Linked DNA regions of Mus musculus: all the other regions are linked to region 1. The links are chromatin contacts, called in public promoter capture Hi-C maps. All regions are on one chromosome and are shown on one strand. The core of a region is the stretch at or near the end of the contact, and the rest is flanking DNA. Distances in the headings are between cores, read along the strand shown. Region 1 holds the start of Pla2g12b (phospholipase A2, group XIIB). Region 2 overlaps Micu1 (mitochondrial calcium uptake 1). Region 3 overlaps Micu1 (mitochondrial calcium uptake 1). Region 4 overlaps Micu1 (mitochondrial calcium uptake 1).

Region 1 (4,262 bases), core at 1,018-3,517:
AGCAACCACTGCTGACTCACAACCATCTGTAATGGGATCTGATCTCTCTTCTGGTGTGTCTGGAGACAGCGACAGTGTGCTCACATACAGAAAATAATAAATAAATCTTAAAAAAAACAAAAAACAAACCAGAGTCAGGATGGCTGGCACTTTCTGGCTGCCAGCCTAGCTCCAAGTTCAGTGAGAGCCAGTCTCAGGGATCAGGGTAAAGTGTGATAATTTGAGACACAGATGTCCTTCTCTGGCCTCCATGTCTATGTATATTTAGACACACACACACACACACACACAGAGCTCCCCACAGGATTTTGTTTTGAATGCTAGTTTTCTGGTTGATGCTACTGTTTTTGGAAGCTGAAGAATTAATTCTAAGAGAGGGGGCCTGTGTGTCAGAAGTAGCTGTCCAGGGCCATGCCTTTGAAGGCGACACCCAGCTTAGCTCTCTCTGCTTGCCAATGTTGCCTGGTGAACCAGGCTCCACTTCTGGCTCCCACTGCCTATAGTTGCTTCTTTAGCGTCCTTCCATGATAGGCAGAGACATTCTGAAACCCCGAGCCACATAAGCCCCTTCCTTCCTTAAATCATTTCTAGCAAACGTGCAGTGAGAAAGGTAACCCAATCTCAAACCCCCCAGAGCACAGACTTTTAACACTCCCACCACGAATAAAAGGAAAGTCTGTGGGAGGCGTGGCCAATGCATCGAACCTTTCCATCATGGATGAAACCACCAGGCTTCTCCATAAGTAGCCACTATTATTTTTGTTGATTTAAAAATTTTTTTAAAAAGATTTATGTTTAGAGCATCCTTTAGGAGGAAATGGGCTGAGAGGGATCTTGAGGGTCTCACTGCGTAGCCAGGCTGACCTGTCTCAGTCTCTCCAGTAGCTGGGATCACAGTCTCAAGACACTCCTCCCATAAGCAGTTGGGGAGCTTGATGGTCCCGCCCAGTCAGAGGCTGCCCAACCAAAATTTGCTGAAATCTTTTGATGCTGTTTTACTAGAGAAGTAAGAACAAGATCGGGCTCACCATTTTACAAGAAGTCCTACTGTTGTTAGATGTTTGCTAAACCTTGGGTATATTGACAATACCTGTGTTGATTCAAATGGCAGGCATTAACTTTCCTGCCTCTTTGATGGATATTAGGTGAACTTAATGAGGTGACCCGGCCTTGTGCTTATCCATCTAACTTTGAGTAAACGTGATGCTGAGTCGCCCAGAATTTGACACTATGACATTGGGGGGGGGGGGGGGGGGACACGACACATGATACTCAGCTCCCATCTCTTCCCAGGAGGGTGAAGGGGAAGATGGCTTCAGCCTCAGCTCCTGCCCTAGCTGGCTTTCCAACTCAAGCAAGGTAGGCATGGGAGCTCACTCCAGTTCCCAGTTGTGTCTCTGGTGTTTGGCTCTCTTTGGTGGTGGCAGAGCTTGGGACCCCTGGCGGGCAGCAGGCAGGTCAGTTCAGTGATAACAGTGACTAAGGCAGGGCTGGACCCCTCCCTTGGCAGAATCTAGGCAAATCGCAGGCAGAGGCCTGCAGCAGAGAGGAGAGTCCTTCAAAGCTTTTGGGATGCGAAGGCAGTGAGTTGACCCAGGGCAGAATCTCCGGTTCCGCGTTCTCCCCTTAGGAGCATCTCTGAGACCCTGCGATTCCTCTCAAACCTCTCTGCCATCCCTTAAGGCCTTACCTGCCTCCAGTAAACTCCTAAAAGGCCTCAGCGAAAGTTCCCAGGAAGCTGAGCAGAGCCTGAGTTTCCGATAAATCACACTTTTATCAGGAGATATAGAACCCAGACTTCACTCGGGGCCCCTCACAGGATTTAGTTGCCTGCTTGCATTTCGGATGACGCTACACCTGATTTTGCTTTGCCTGGCGACCTGGCCTACCGGATGTAGGACAGATGTGACCTGCTTTGCTGCTCATGCTGTCACTCCCCACCCCCACTCCCAGAGAAGGCATCCACTCACCATATCGACACCGGTACTGACAGACTCCATTCTTCCCTCCCAGCAGCTCCATGAAGGAATCCACGTAGCTGTTGACAGACTCGAAGCTGCCCCGCAGCTGCCTCAGGCCCCAGTCAGAGTAGGACTCCTCTTCCTTGGGGCTGGGGTCACTCTGAGCCAGGTTCCCTACCAGGCCAAGCCACAGGAGGAAGAAGCCGCAGAGCAGCTTCATTTTGCACGCACAAGTAGACCCTCGCGGCTGCTCTCGTCCCCAACCCCAGCCAGGGTCCCAGGAAGCCCTGGGGACATACACAGCCCTGTGTCCGGGCTTATCGGTACAGTCAGTCTGTGTTCCCCAGAGGTGGACTTTAAACACAGCCATGGAGGCTGGGAGCCGATCCGAGCGATTAGAGAGGACAAAGGTGAAACCGTGGGAGGGGCTGTATGAGGATGGCCCAAGAGGGGACTTCCCAGTGGACCCCGAAGCGCTGGGGGGATGACTGCTCACTCTGTGAGGCTGGACGGGAGCCCCAGGATTCTCCAGCACACTTGAGCACCTCAGGTTTCTCTACTGCAGAGCTCTTCCCAAGATCTCAGCCACACCCCTGAACTACTTCCTCCTCTATACCTGTCCTGGGGAGGCCCATGAGGGTGTGTGCGAGACTCTGGTAGCCCTACTGGGGTCATCTTCACCACAGGTGAATCTAATAACAGATTATCAGGGGCTAAAATCCAAGTGTGCCTTGGTGAAAGTTCAGGTTTCGAGCCCAGTTTCTGCCTTGGTCCCTCCGTGTCTCTAGCTCAAATCCTTCCATCTGGCAAAGGTCCTGCTATCCTCCCAGGGAATACCTTTCCGAGAATCTGCAGGGCATGTGTTTATACTCAGTGCTGTATCCTGGGATCCCCTGAGACTGATGGCCCCAGGTCTCTTCTGGGAACATTCGGCCCCAGTGGTGATTCCTTCCTCCCACCCCCTTTTAGGCAGATAAAAGTCCAGGCTGCTATCAGAAAGCCTGTTTGAGATTCCAAGCTTTGAGATTGCTCTCTGGAATCCTGAGTTTGGGCGTCACTTTCAGCGTAGTTTGCTCTTGGCCATGTGAAGAATACCTATAAAATCACCAGTCTGGGAAACGACCATACACATTCTGAACTAGTCTCTTCTCAATCTCTCCTTTCCTGTCTCTCTCTGACTTTCTTCCTGTTTCTCTGTCTCTCTATCTCTCTGTGTGTGTCTGTCTCCCTGTCTTCTTGTTTCTCCCTCCCTCCCTCCCTCCCTCCCTCCCTTCCTCCCTCCACACATTCACACCTATTTTGTTAGGCAAGGTTGATATTTTTATTTGACAAATAAGAAATCAGGGAGAGGTTAAATGACTTCATTACTTAGGTCCCAAGGCTGGGCCAGGGCCATAACTGATGAGGTCATATCAGAACAGAACCATAGGACTCCTTCAAAAAGGAAGGAAAACGGGGGGGGGGGGGGGGCACAACTCAATAGTGGACCACCTACCTCTAATATGTGCAATGCCTCGAGTGTGTTTGGGAATGGGGTGCACATGTGGGTACAGGAGCCTGTGGAGGCTGGGGGATGCCCTGGAGCTGAAGGTTGGGGGGAGGGTGTCACCTGAGACAGGTGTCTGGAACTAAACTCAGGTCTCTGTAATTCCCTTAAAGAATTACAGGAAAACACAATCAAACAGGTGAAGGAATTGAACAAAACCATCCAAGATCTAAAAATGGAAATAGAAACATTAAGAAATGAAAAAGGGAGACAACACCAGAGTTACAAAAACTATGAAAGAGATCAGAAGTCATAGATGCAAGTATCACCAACAGAATACAAGAGACAGAAGAATCTCAGGTGCAGAAGATACCATAGAAAACATTGACACAACAATCAAAGAAAATGCAAAAAGCTCCTAATTGAAAACATCCAGGACACAATGAGAAGACCAAACCTAAGGATAATAGGTATAGAAGAGAATGAAGATTCCCAACTTAAAGGGCCAGTAAATATCTTCAACAAAATTATAGAAGAAAACTTCCCTAATCTAAAGAAAGAGATGTCCATGAACATACAGAACTCCAAATAGACTGGACCAGAAAAGAAATTCCTCCCGACACATAATAATCAAAACACTAAATGCACAAAACAAAGGAAGAATATTAAAAGCAGTAAGGGGAAAAGGTCAAATAACATATAAAGGCAGACCTATCAGAATTGCACCAGATTTCTCACCAGAGACTATGAAAGCTAGAAGATCCGAGGCAGATGCCATTCAGACCTTATGAGAACACAAATGCCAGCCCAGGCTA
Region 2 (4,262 bases), core at 447-2,946, 390 kb before region 1:
GTTATCCCGAGTCTCTTCTGCAGCCTCCTCACACAGTCTGTAATGCTGTGGTAATATCATAGTTTCTGGTGAAAAACCACAGCCCACTTTTTCACATTTAAGAAAATGCTTGCTCTGGTCTTCTCTCAACACTTTGACAAGAATAAGGCAGGTCATACTGTATATAGATTTTTTCCCTCAAAGAAAAAATATTAGTAAAATACCTTTACCTTTATAACCAACAGTTGTATTACTTTACAAGGGAGGAGGCTGCTCATAGGTCTTTTTTCTTAAAATATAAACAAACAAAAAACCTCCTTTAAATATGTACTTTGCTTGTTAAAGTTATAAATACTTAAAGGAGTAAAGTACCTTTTATTGAATAATTCAAGCTAAAACCGAGAATGGAATAAGAAACTATAAATTTATTATTATCTCTATTTTGCTTTGTAGAAGCAAAAGAGTAAAAGAGAAGCAATCCCGATGAAAACTCTGCTTTGTTTGCTTGCATGTAATTAAGAGTCAACTCTGTGGGGCTTTGAGGTTAAGAGTACTGGCTGTTCTTCCAGAGGACCCGGGTTCAGTTCCCAGCACCCACCTGGCAGCTCACACCTGCCTGTAACTTCAGTTCTAGGGGATCTGACACCCTCACACAGACAGACAAGCAGGCAAAATGCCAATGCACATCAAATAAATAAATAAATTGTGAGGAAAAAAGAAAGAATCAACTCTGGACCCGGCAGCTTGGTAGCACGTGCCTACAAACCAGTACTTGGAAGGCAGAGCCAGGAGACTAAGTTTGAGGCCAGCATGATGTACAAAATGTGTAATCAACCCAGCCAGGTCTATGCTAAGAAATCCTGTCTCAAAAAGCCAGGATCAAAAACAAAAGCCAAGACAAATACAGGCTGTGAGGACAACCAAGCCCAGCTGGAGGCCTTCCTGCCCCGTCCTTTTCTGTAACCACTTGGCCTTTGTCTCTCACAGGCAATGTGATCCCTGCCTGCACTGTTAGAGCAAGAAACGGTACACACAGTTATGCTTGGATGGATCCAAACATGATTCTAGGGGCTCCTTAGGCACTCTGAAATTAACCCCTCTGGGCTAGACTATAGTGTTGTGCACAGTGCACAGTGGCAGAGCACTCGCCTGGCTTGGGCCAGACTTAGGTTAGACCCAACACTGAAAGCAATAGCAACAGGCAGGCAAGCCAGCTGGTACATAAATACATTTGCCACCAAGCCCAAGAACTTGAACTTAATCCCCAGATCTCATAGATTAGAAGAGTAAATTTTAAAAAAGTATTAATCTCATTTTCTCTAATCCTTAACAATTTATTTATTTGGATTATGTGTGTGTGTGAGACGAATGTGCAGGCCCATGTGCTATGGCCCACTTGTAGGGATCGGACAACCCCGTAGAATCAGTTCTTTCTTTTCACTGTGGGAATAAGCAAAAGAAACTTAACCTAAGTGCTACCATTTTGTTTTCACATTCCATTTAATCATAGGAGAAACTAAATAAAGGTCCCAGGTTCTAGGAGAGCTAGGAACTTCCCAATAGCTGAACAGCTTCTCTTAGTGAGAAGGCTCGGCTGATTCCATGACAGGCTTCAAACTGGCAGTTCAGGAGACGAGGCCTAAATCTCAGTTTCTAAGAACTGGGCAAGCCCAGGCAAGTCCTGCCCTCAAAGCTGCCCACCACCTGGCCCGAGGCAAAGACAATGGGTCGGCAGCAGTTTCCAGACTTCACACCTTGAAAATGGTTCCAGAAAGTCTAGAGGTGGAGTAAGACAAAGGTCATCTATCCCAGAATTCCAATGTGTTTTAAAGCGAGCCTTCTTCAGGCTCACGTGATTGTCTCTCTATCCTGGTAATGGGAGAATGCTGGACTTCTGAAGAATAAAACACTCTGCGCTTTCATACTGTTTTGAGTCTGGGGTTTCATTCTTCGGGGAAGCATGGACCCTTACATTATAAGGAAAAAGTTGTCCCAGTCCAGACATCTCAAGGACAACCTCTCCATCTTGCTGGCAGGGTCAAACAAGGTCATGTTCCAGGCCCAGGAACCGACTCCTATCCTGATTGGTGAAAACTCCCTTGCTCAACCCCTTAAGTCAAAATATGACTGGACAATGCTACAGCCCACTCCGCTCCCTCTCGCTGCGTGGTCTCATCCTTTAAATGTGCTGTGTAATTTCTCTCTAGGGTCCCAGTTCAGCTCCCAAGTCTGTTCTGTGGCCCGGATCAATCAGTAGCAGCTTGATTACAGTAAATTTTTGTCGTCTGCATTGACGTGGTGTTTGAGTTAAGTTGGATTTAGTGGATCCTACGCACTACCTATATGTGGCTCTGGGGCTGGACTCAGGTCAGAAGCATCTTTACTCTCTGAGCCACTTGCTGGGTCTCTCTATTCTTATTGATAGTGGTGAATAGTTAGCCCATTTCTTTGTGCCCTGCTTTTAGGATTTTTTCCCTATTAAACAAGGTAATCTCTCTCTCTATATATATATTTGCCCAGAAACATAAGACAGTCATTAAGTGACTGGCTGATTATACACTATCCACACAGACCCCCAACTCATTTCATAATTTCTTTGTTGTATGTTCTAGTTAGTCTTTATTCTTGCATAAATTAGTTTTTTACTTTCTTTGACATGACAGTTCCTTTCCCCCAAATTAAAATTAACCATAATCTTTCAAAGAATTCTCTAGTATCTTTCATTTTGATTGACATCTTTCTTGCTACAGTCTTCAAGAAATCAATGAATATATTAACTGGAATTAGACTCGGCACCTGTCTCCAAGGAACCCTGCTCACTCATTTCTGGCAGCCTTAGATGGAATTCTTAACCTAAAAAAGAGTTTTAAGGAAGCAACTTTGTATTCTTACATCACTTCTTTAAAACTGTGTTTTTGTTGCTGTTGCTCTCAAATAGAGAAAGGGAGAGGGGAGGAATGGGACAAAGGCTGTCAGAGTGTAAGAGCACTCAGACAGGGCAGAGCTCAGCAGGTGATCGTTCTCATGATGCTGCAGCTGGCTTGGGTAACAAACAGAATAGTCTTCTCTGTCCTGGGAGTGATACCTGGGTAGCAAAGGAACCAGAAACGGACTTCTGGAGAAGGCCAAATGCTACAACTTTGGTCCTTTTCAGCCCCTAAAATCTAAACTGTGTTGAGTCCCATAGAAACCATAGCACAGGCTAAAAAGAACAAAACAAACCGAGAACCAATCATGTAAGGAACAGAAATAGCTCTGTCTGAGAGGAATTGTGAAGGTACCAGGCTCCGAGCAGACACTACCACACAGCAGCTGTGGCTGTCGACAGTATCAGTGTCTCCACCTGTGATATGGGTGTGTCCTCTCCTCTATCACATGGACTCTGATAGAGCTGATGAGAATGAAAGAAAGGCCAGCTGGTGCATGGTTTTTAATGCCAGTACTCAGGAGGCAGAGTCTCTGTGAGTTCCAGGCTAGCCAAGAGAACCTGTCTCAAATAAAAAGTTAAGATATGCAAAGTGCCTGGGTCAGAGGCAGCCACTTGTATAACATTCACAGGCGTCCCCTCCTCTCAGCCTTCTGGAAATGCAGAGTGATGGATCAAACTTCCTTTATTCTCAAAACTGCTGTTCTGAGAAAAAGGCAGAAAAGAGCAGATAAATGGAACCATAAATCTCCTCCATCTCAAGTTTTAAAGGAGACAAGGCACGGAATAAACTAGTAAGAGACAGGAAGAACGATGGAATTATAAAGCCCCAGCAAAGGTATTGAGATTTATTAATCATCTCCACTTGCCTCTTAGCAGTGATGATGAGATTTTATTTCATGCTCAGTGAAGGGAGAAATCACCCAAACTTGGAAAAGTGAAATTAGAAGTGTTTCATAAAAACAAAGCTTGCTGCCATTTCCAGATGTCTTCTCAGAAAACGATTTCAAAGTGAACGAACAGCCTTTTGGTCTCTCAGCTGGGATGCCTTGTGTGCAGCTGCCTGTGGTTTGTCTGAGGCAGAGTGACAGTAGATGCCACTGTAAGGACACTAAGACACAGCGCTGGCAGGAAGCTGTCGGGCACACAGCCCTGCGCTAGTATGATAGGGCTGCCCGGACAATATTCTGTAGCTGGGTGGCTTAAACAGCAGAAACCCATTTTGTCAGTGTTCTGGAAGGTCTACGTGTGGCCCTCTGCCTGGTTTGTGGGTGGGTGGCTGCCCAGACTGCTTCTCCATCATCGCCTCTCTGTGCATGTGTGTCCTGGTGTCTCTTGATGTGCCCATTTTTTTTTT
Region 3 (4,262 bases), core at 564-3,063, 360 kb before region 1:
TAACTCTTGAGGCTTAGGAAGTTGTCTGCCCTCTCCCAGGATGACTTGGGAACCATTTACTGTGCATAGGCTGTAACAGCCCCTTGCTCACCAGCCCTACCCTAGCGCACCATCTGCGGCATGCTTTCCCTGGCAGCTTGCTGGATAAAGTGGAAAACACAGTGTCCAGCATTAAGATTGTAAGGATGCTTGGGCTGCCATCAGAGCCCTGCTGCAGCTCAGCCTTAGGGAAAGAGAGGCGGCGAGTGAGTTCCAGCTACACCGCAGACACTGAGAGCTGGGCAGCCAGGCGCAGGAGCCCAGAGGCTGCTCAGTTTAGGCTCTTACCAGAAAATGGCTACTCCTTCACGTTGGGACTAGGGGTACGTTCTGAAACATTTTGTATACCGAGTCTCTTCACCTGTAAAACGAAGGCAACAACAGGGCATGCTCCAGGCTGAAGTGTGGGAAACGTCTACATCACCAGTTCATCTGAAGAGCATCACAAGGAATCTGAGCAGGAGAAAACTTCCAAATGGGTGTGTGCGGGGGTAGGGGGTGGGGTGGGGTGTGTGTGTGTGTGTGTGTGTGTGTGTGTGTGTGTGCGTGTATGTGTGTGTGCGTGTGAGCTCAACGAGGGGCTGGAAAGACAGCCCAGAGGTTAGGGCATTTGCTTTTATAGAGGTTCAGGGTTGAGCTCTCAGCAGCCACAATGAGTGGCACACACACATATATTCAGGTATATAGACATACCCAGAAAATGATTTGTATTCTTTAAAAATGAGTCAAGGTGTGGGCTGGGTGTGACAAGGCACACTCCTTTAGTCCCAGTACTAGGGAGGCAGAGGCAGGAAGATCTCTGTGACTTGGAGGCCAGCCTGGTCTATAGAGTGAGTGCCATGATAGCCAAGGACACACAGAGAAACCCTGTCTCAAAAGAAGGAAAAAAAAAAAAAGAAAGAAAGAAAGAAAAAGAAAAGAAACCAATGCCAAGGTATGCTTATTTTGGGGTTGTCGTCACTATGTTAATGGGCATTTTCATTGTAGCACTGGGCTGCCACATACATTCTTCCTGCAGTGGCACCCACAGGGTCCTGTGACAAGGCAGAAGTCTTCTCTCCCTTGTTAGCAGTTACACTGAAGGAGTAAGGCTGAAGTAGTTGGTCACGGCAGGAATTGTCTTCCGTCTGTTAAAACCCATACGCTGGGCACAGTGGTGTAGAATGGCGGATACTTTCAGGTTGAGACAGGGGCATTCCAAGTTTGAGGGCAGCCTAGGCTATATAAAGAGACCCAGTCTCAAAGCCACCACATGATTCAGGGTTTTATCTTTTAAAGAAACTCAGCTGTGTGGCAGGAGAGGAGATAAGGTGAGGAGATGAGGTGAGGGAGAGATGGCCGTCTCTCTCCTAGCTGGAAGAGCACTCGGAATCCCTTTGTTAACATTGTGTCGGAACTCCGGTCCACTATGGGTATTTTCTTTTGCAGTGTTGGGGCTGAACCTAGGACTGTGCCGTGCTAGGCCAATCCTCCACCTCTGCCCTACAGTTGCCTACAACTCTGGCCTGAGTTACATTTTAACAGACTACACAGAGAGCTATGAACATTTTGTTTGGTTTTTCTGATGATTACAATTCACACTAAGAGAAAGAGCCAGAGTTGCATATCCTAGATAGTTTAACATTTAAAAACTTACCTGTGTTCTCCATAAGTGAAAACTGAGCTTTGAGTCTCTAGAAATACCATTCCAAGATTAATAAGTGACCACTCAACATGGGCAGGACAACGGAGCCAGGTTTCCTTAGGGGAGGAAACGCCACGTGGAAATGGAATGTGCAGAGCGGCACCACGCCGTGACAGTTGTGACAGTCACCGTGTGCATCTGGTCCTCACCGAACACAGAGCCCAGTGACAGCAGGGGCAAATCAGCAGGCTGTCAGCTTTAAAAATTCTACCTTGACACCTTAGGTTTTCTTTTCCTTTCAAGAGAGTTTACACCCAAATTACAGAAGAAAAACAAACAAAACAAAACAAAACAAATGGAATCTTGTAGGATTTACAGTCCGCTAACTGTAAGCTAGGGGCTGTTTTCCAGCTAATCAGCTGAGCCGTTTCTGCATTTCTTGGTGCTCCTTACAGACAGACAGGATGGGAAGATGATACTCACTGGAGAGGACTGTTGTGAGGAAGATGTAGTCAGAGAAGGAGATGAGCCCACACTCTCCAAGGCTGTAGAAGATGCTGCCTTCATCAGCAAATTTTTCTCGTTCCTGGGCAATTTTCTAGCAGGGGCACAGGTCCCAGCAAGAAACAGAAAAGATACGACTGAATCAGAACACAGGCAGGGAGAACGGACGACATTTATCCCAGTTCCCTCGTCCCCTAAGCACTTCTAGGACGGCCATTCAAAATCCATGGATCCTTTACAGTTTTTAAGCTAATGAAGATTCCAAGACAAGAGGTCATTTGTTCTTCACGTAAACACCGGGTTCATTGAAATTTGAAGATGTTTTCAGTTTTTTCCTGCCATCGAACACATGGCCTAACTTCAGAACTGTGTCACTTTTAGAACACCTGGCATCACTCTTAAGACTATTATTTGGTGGTATAAAGGAAAAAAAAAAAAAAAACAACCAAAGAAAAGAGAAAGCTAAAACTGGTTCCAACTGGCCAATCAATCAATCAAATTAAAAAATCATACTGTTGGTGATCTTGAAGCAGAGGGAAGGCAGCTGTTCTCAAGGCCATATATACGCTTCTGAAATACTAATTTTAAACTTTCCTTTTGGAGTCTTAATCTTAATCTAGAACACAGAAGAGTATTTAGGATAAAGAATATTCTGAAGTGTAATCCGGAAACGGACTTTTGCATTATCATTATGTTAGCGGATGCTACTGAGTTTCAGCTGTTTGATGGAAATAAGCCGCTTCCAGACTCAGCTCTTGCTCCCAGTGTACACTCCCTTCCTTTACTCAAGAGTCACGCAGGCCAGTTCTTAGTTCCAGTAACAGCCTGCTGGACGCACTGTTTCCTGGTCTCTGAATTCCTCATTGAAGGTACTTTCAAAAACTGCAAAGGATCCACCAGAGGGCTGCACTTGAAACAAAGTCCGTAAGTTCTGGACCAACCACAGGCACTTAAGGAAATATTTATTCTGTGCACCGAGGGGGCAAAAAGAAAGAGGTTTTAAGAATTCAAACCAAGGCAGCATAACCAAAGAAACACTCTCATGCAAGCGAGAAAGCAAGAGGCGGCACTGCAGGCGAGAGCCTCGTGAGAACGGACAAGCACCAACACACCAGCATCCAGGCACAACCTGCCACGGTTACCTCGGTCTAGTGGAGATCCCATCAACACAAAGGAAAGAGAAGCGGTTAAGCAATGGAGAGGACCAGCACCATTCGGACAAAGTCACCCCGCAGGACCTTAACTCTGCTGGCCCATAAACAGGTACAAACCCACAGGCCAGGCGGTGCGGCCACACAGTCCCAGGTTCTAGATGTGGGTGGCGGATACTACTTGAGAAAGACCTTCCTTGGGGCTGGGCTGCTGCTCCATGCGAGAGCTGCTACCTAGCATGCTCCGAGTTCCATCCCCAGCAGTGCAGAAACCCAACAGAAGACAGAAAGCAAGAGACACCCCCATCCCACCCCCCAGCTTTTGTGGCTGGTCTAGTATCCCCAGGACAGTATTTAGTGATTATCTCTCTGACCCAACAACTAGGATGCGCACTTAGCTCAGTGCTCTCAGCATGGAGGAGTCTTTCTACAGCAATGCTTGGTTCTCTGCCCAAGGTCAAATTTTAGGAGGAGAACCTATCGGAGGAATTGCTAGGGCAAGGCTACCTCTCTGGGAACTTAATATGCAAACTCCTCATGTCTGTCTGTCTGTCTGTCTGTCTTACATTATCTGATATGTTGCAAAACAGAGAGAACAGAAAGATTTGCTCGAAATGAAAATACATTTCCAAAGGCAAATGATGGCTAGCCTAAGCAATAAGTGTATACAGAAGCCAAAGAACTCATATAATTTCATGGAGATACTGCACTGTGCACTATAATGAGTAAGCTATTGCCAGCCAAAAGTCGAGGAGCAGGTGAGTGTTAACAAGTGAAAGGAGGCTGCCAGGCAGAGGCAGCATCACTTTCTGCTACTTGGGAAAAAGAAAAGACAGAAACCAAACTTGGCCAGTAACTTTAGATTTTCATTCAATTTCAAACTGACAGAAAAATTGAAAACCTCATATAAGGAGCCAGGATACCCCTTTGATGTAAGCTTACTA
Region 4 (4,262 bases), core at 713-3,212, 340 kb before region 1:
TCAGGCCACGTCCAGCCAACTCACTGTGTCTTTTTTTTCCTTAGATTCCCCAGGGAGAAGAGTAGTATTTATTACATTGCTGTTGAGTCAGCTAAGCCTTAAATATTTACTATTTGTTCTTTAAAGCAAAAACAAACTTTGCTCCAAGTCCAACCTGGGCTACAGAGTGAGACCCTATCCCATGGAATATTAAAAAAAATAAAAGGCTATCCCCTATACAACAGCAAGTCATAGCTCTAAATGTCTTCAAAAAAAGAAGAAGAAGAAGAAGAAGAAGAAGAAGAAGAAGAAGAAGAAGAAGAAGAAGAAGAAGAAGAAGAAGAACTGTTTTGAAAGTGCTTTGATTTCTAAACCCCTGCACTAGATGTCAGCCCATGTTTAACTCCCACACAATGCCCAACACCAAGGGCTAGCACATCCCCCTTTTGAAAGCACATAAAATGAACACTTCAAGTTGTATAGACCGTACGCTTACGGTCTGTTACAACTTCGTCACTCTGTTCTTCCAGCTCTGAATCTGCCACCCAGGGATGAGTGTGCTGTGCCCATGCAACTTCTTATGAACAATGAAATCTGAATTGCATGTAATTTTTACATGTTCTAAATATTCTTGTGTTCTTCCTCCCCATTAAAAATGGACAAATTGTTTTGTGTTTGTGGGCCATAAAGAATCAGGGAGTTGGCTGCAGCTGGTCTGCTCTATAGGAAACAGTATTGCAGGGGGTCAAAAGCAAAAGCAGACAGACTGAAACTCTGTAAACAAACCAACAAATCAATAGAAGCAGAACACAGGAGGTATACAGAGGATAACAGTACTACAGACTCAATCATGTGTCACTGACTGAAAGTGTCCTTTTTTTTTTTTAAATTTTATGAATGTGAGAACACTGTAGCTATCTTCAGACACACCAGAAGAGGGCAATGGATCCCATTACAGATGGTTGTGAGCCACCATGTGGTTGCTGGGAATTGAACTCAGGACCTCTGGAAGAGCAGTCAGCGCTCTTAACCGCTGAGCCATCTCTGCAGCCCTGAAAGCATTCTTTATAGGCAAATTACCCTTAGATAGAAAGTCACCCAGGCTGATGCTGTAGAAAGGACGCAGAGACTGCCCATGCCACAGTGTTCTGCCCCAAACTCTTTTGTTCCCTGGAACTGTTAACCACATTCCACACTTCTGGTTACTTGCATCATACAATGGCTGTTAACAAACTTTTGGTTTTGTTTTTTTGGAGACAGGGTTTCTCTGTGTAGCCCTGGCTGTCAGGAACTCAGACATCCACAGGCCTCTGCCTCCTGAGTGCTGGGGTTGAAGGCGTGAGCTACCACGGCTGGTGAAGATGGGTTTTACTATAGTGGAGTCAGCGTCCTTATATCCAGGGATGGTGGTGATGCATCGGCATCATAGCGGAGGGCCGGCATGTGTCCAGGGAGCACACTATGTGATTTTCCTTTTAATGTGCTTCACACTTCCCTACGGCTCCTTTCTCTATACATTTTTGATATTTAGTACACAAGGATTCTTAGTCACCTTTTCACCGAAACTCATTAGCTCATTTCAAATGGTTTAATTTGGGGGCCTTGGAGAGCCTGTGCTCCAAGATTATTTTAAACAGTTCTAAAATGAAGACTCTCACAGATTTAGATCCTCTGGGTATCTTGGGATATAGTATGTGTGAAGTCATGACGAAACAAAGTTGAAATCGGAACGGCTGGCTGGAGACAGAAATCTAAGAACAAAATCGACTACCTTTATCCATTGCCTCACACAGGAGCAGCAGGTTTAATTTTGCTGAATCGACATCCCTGCTAATGAATTCTTGCTAATGAGCAAATGAAAGTGAAGCCAGTTTCCACCCCCTGGGTGACAAAGATCTTTCTCCTTAGGCCAGAGCTGGGTGACCCGGGCAGCGGCTTTGACACACCTGAGCCACATGACCCTGGCAACTCCCTTCTCAGGGCCTGCTTCCTTATGGGTAAGTGGGTGAGGTCAGTCTTTGTTGTTTATTTTTGAGCCAGAGTTTCACTATGTACCTGTGGCTGCCCTGAAGCTCTCCTCCCCCTACGTGTGTGTGTATGGTGTGTGTATGGGGGGTAAGGGGGAATTGGGGGAGCAGGTAGATTTGAGACAGAGTTTTTCTGCGTAACTCTGGCTGTCCTGAAACTTGCTTTGTAGTTCAAGCTGGCCTTGAACTCACAGAGATCCTCTGCCTCCCAAGTGCTGGGATCAAAAGCATGCTTTGCCACCAACTGGCTTGAAACAGAAATCAGCTGCCTTTATCCTTCACCTCACACAGGGGCAGCAGGTTTAATTTTGCTGAATCGACATCCCTGCTAATGAATTCTTGCTAATGAGCAAATGAAAGCGAAGCCAGTTTCCAGTTAGATCTCATTTCACTGTACAGAATTCTCTCTTCCTTCTGATTCTCATAAGAAAAGCACTCGTTCGTTATTCCAGCTTCCCATGAAAATGAGAAGGGTGCTCGGTGTACTGCACTCCCAGTGACTATTCAGTTTATGTAGGACATCTTTCGGTAATTAAGGGGGGGCGGGGCTCAGTGGTAGAGTGTATGTGCTGCGTGCAGAAAGCCTTGCGTTCAATTCCCACCATCGTAAAAACAAATAAGCAAACAGCAAACAGCTACAGAGTTAAATGCCGGAGCGTATGAAGGCAACCGGCAAATAGAATTGTTTTCAAAGGAATAAACATAATATCCCTTAAGTGAGGAAACAGTCCTCCGTGGCCTGTCCTAAAAGTGATGGTTCATTTTCATTGTCACACTGGAAGCAAATTATAGTCTTTAACAGCCCTGATAGAGATGAGAGTTTTATTTGAATGGTAATTGCCTTACAGGCATAAAAATGTTTTGCTATCATAAAAATACGAGAAAATATCTGTGAGCGTCTTTCTTCTGCATACAACCTTGCCTGGATTTCTTCCCTTCCCTGTCACCAAACTAGCTGCCAAAGCAAGCTTCAAAGGATCTCAGGCTTGGAGAGCTCAGTGGCTAAAGGTGCTGGTCACTGAGCCTGCCCACAGGAGCCTGATCCCCACGACCCGCACGATGGGAAGTGAGGACCAACTCCCTCAATGCACCTTTAAATAAATAAATAAATAAATAAATAAATAAATAAATAAATAAATAGAGATATTTTAAAAGGATCTACATCTAAAGTTCAATGCCATTAATGACAAGCTTGGTATATCTTATTATAAAACTCTTTGGAAGCAAAAAGCAACTATGAATATAGAAGAACCTATTGGGAAATAAAGGACCATTTGCAGCACAATAAAATCCATCCGTCTGATTTCAACACTCGTAGTTATTTGGTAGTGTCCTTTTCTAGAACTGTCTGTGTAGTCTTCACATAGATGAAATGCAGAAGACCGAGAAGCACAATAAACGCCATAGAGATACAACCACTGAAAGACGGAGGAGAGAGATTCTGCAGAATAAGACCTGCATTCTTCCACAGGTAAATGATGCAGGCTTGCTAAGAGGTACGGGATCTGTGTGGGAGAATGGAGGTGAGACAGAGGGTCACGGAGCCCAGGTGAGGGCGTGCACTCAGCTCTCCACTCCTTATAGCCCTGGGCTCATTTCTTAGCCCATCCTTGAAGCCAGTTTGTGTAGCAGAACTGGCCGCTCAACAGAGTGGAGAGGAAGGTGCAACTCTGTATCAAATACATTTGTGTTTCCTACACATCCTATACACACAGCCCACTGATGATGTTATCCTATTTTCTGTGCACTGGGGTCAAACAGGGGGTTATCCACTCACAGTGTCATAGGTCAAACAGGGGGTTATCCACTCACAGCGTCATACTGACGTCCAAACATTGCAAATTCTGGAGCATATGGTAGTATAGATGGTAGATTCAGGGTCTTCAGCCATTACTGGTTTATACATTGGCTTGGTTTTTAATGCTTTTTACTTCTTTGTGGGGCTTTTAGTTGCTGCCCCGTGGCCTTTTGCACCACTATAAAGCATATCCTTTCACTACCCCGAAGGACAGGTCTACTAGCAACCAGCTACCAGTGCTTCGGTTATATAGATATGTCTGGACTGCTCTCTTGTGAACCCCAATGGTCCTCGCACTGTCTGCCGCAGGTGTCCTACCTGAGCATACCCAGGGGTGATTACTGTCAGGCTCTTTTGCTCCTGTTAATGAATTATACTTCCTTTTTTGTTAGTATGGCCAGGTAACTGTTAAGGTTGGGTATTTTTATGCTACTGAGGATAAGAGAAATCAGATTCTC

Evidence for each region. Promoter capture Hi-C pulls out the DNA fragments that hold promoters and counts their contacts.
Region 2: a contact with region 1 is called in a promoter capture Hi-C map of liver, with 4 times the contacts expected there. The contact joins the enhancer-like site here to the promoter of Pla2g12b in region 1. A contact is called at or near these places in 15 of 39 promoter capture datasets (the 3T3-L1 cell line, the C10 cell line, the HPC-7 cell line and 10 more), 1 of 15 datasets of contacts at CTCF or cohesin (the NIH/3T3 cell line), 3 of 484 Hi-C or Micro-C datasets (CD8 T cells, bone marrow-derived macrophages and nephron progenitors), 11 of 115 datasets of contacts at active chromatin or transcription factors (T-cell acute lymphoblastic leukemia, embryonic stem cells, extraembryonic endoderm stem cells and 2 more) and 5 of 9 other capture datasets (adipose tissue, embryonic stem cells, liver and 2 more).
Region 3: a contact with region 1 is called in a promoter capture Hi-C map of liver, with 4 times the contacts expected there. The contact joins the enhancer-like site here to the promoter of Pla2g12b in region 1. A contact is called at or near these places in 14 of 39 promoter capture datasets (the 3T3-L1 cell line, the HPC-7 cell line, cranial neural crest and 9 more), 2 of 484 Hi-C or Micro-C datasets (bone marrow-derived macrophages and nephron progenitors) and 3 of 9 other capture datasets (adipose tissue, embryonic stem cells and liver).
Region 4: a contact with region 1 is called in a promoter capture Hi-C map of hematopoietic stem and progenitor cells, with 6 times the contacts expected there. The contact joins the enhancer-like site here to the promoter of Pla2g12b in region 1. A contact is called at or near these places in 10 of 39 promoter capture datasets (the 3T3-L1 cell line, the C10 cell line, the HPC-7 cell line and 6 more), 1 of 115 datasets of contacts at active chromatin or transcription factors (trophoblast stem cells) and 2 of 9 other capture datasets (adipose tissue and liver).

What each region holds. Positions count from the first base shown.
Region 1 is chr10:59,401,690-59,405,951 of GRCm38.p6, reverse strand. It overlaps Pla2g12b (phospholipase A2, group XIIB), which reads right to left and starts at 2,267. Exons shown (of 4, transcript NM_023530.2): 1 at 1,971-2,267. The coding sequence starts at 2,181.
Region 2 is chr10:59,792,720-59,796,981 of GRCm38.p6, reverse strand. All of the region lies in intron 8 of Micu1 (mitochondrial calcium uptake 1), which reads right to left. Among named protein-coding and RNA genes, the nearest start is that of Gm17059, 5.4 kb to the left of the region's middle. Within about 2 kb of position 1,696, at least 15 of the 459 cell types and tissues checked have an H3K27ac peak or open chromatin away from gene starts, as enhancers often do. A contact at or near this core is called in embryonic stem cells, liver and stem cell-derived epiblast-like cells, where this site is marked.
Region 3 is chr10:59,766,137-59,770,398 of GRCm38.p6, reverse strand. Micu1 (mitochondrial calcium uptake 1) reads right to left here. Exons shown (of 12, transcript NM_144822.3): 6 at 2,147-2,261. Among named protein-coding and RNA genes, the nearest start is that of Gm17059, 32 kb to the left of the region's middle. Within about 2 kb of position 1,813, at least 8 of the 459 cell types and tissues checked have an H3K27ac peak or open chromatin away from gene starts, as enhancers often do. A contact at or near this core is called in liver, where this site is marked.
Region 4 is chr10:59,741,866-59,746,127 of GRCm38.p6, reverse strand. All of the region lies in intron 4 of Micu1 (mitochondrial calcium uptake 1), which reads right to left. Among named protein-coding and RNA genes, the nearest start is that of Micu1, 41 kb to the right of the region's middle. Within about 2 kb of position 1,962, at least 15 of the 459 cell types and tissues checked have an H3K27ac peak or open chromatin away from gene starts, as enhancers often do.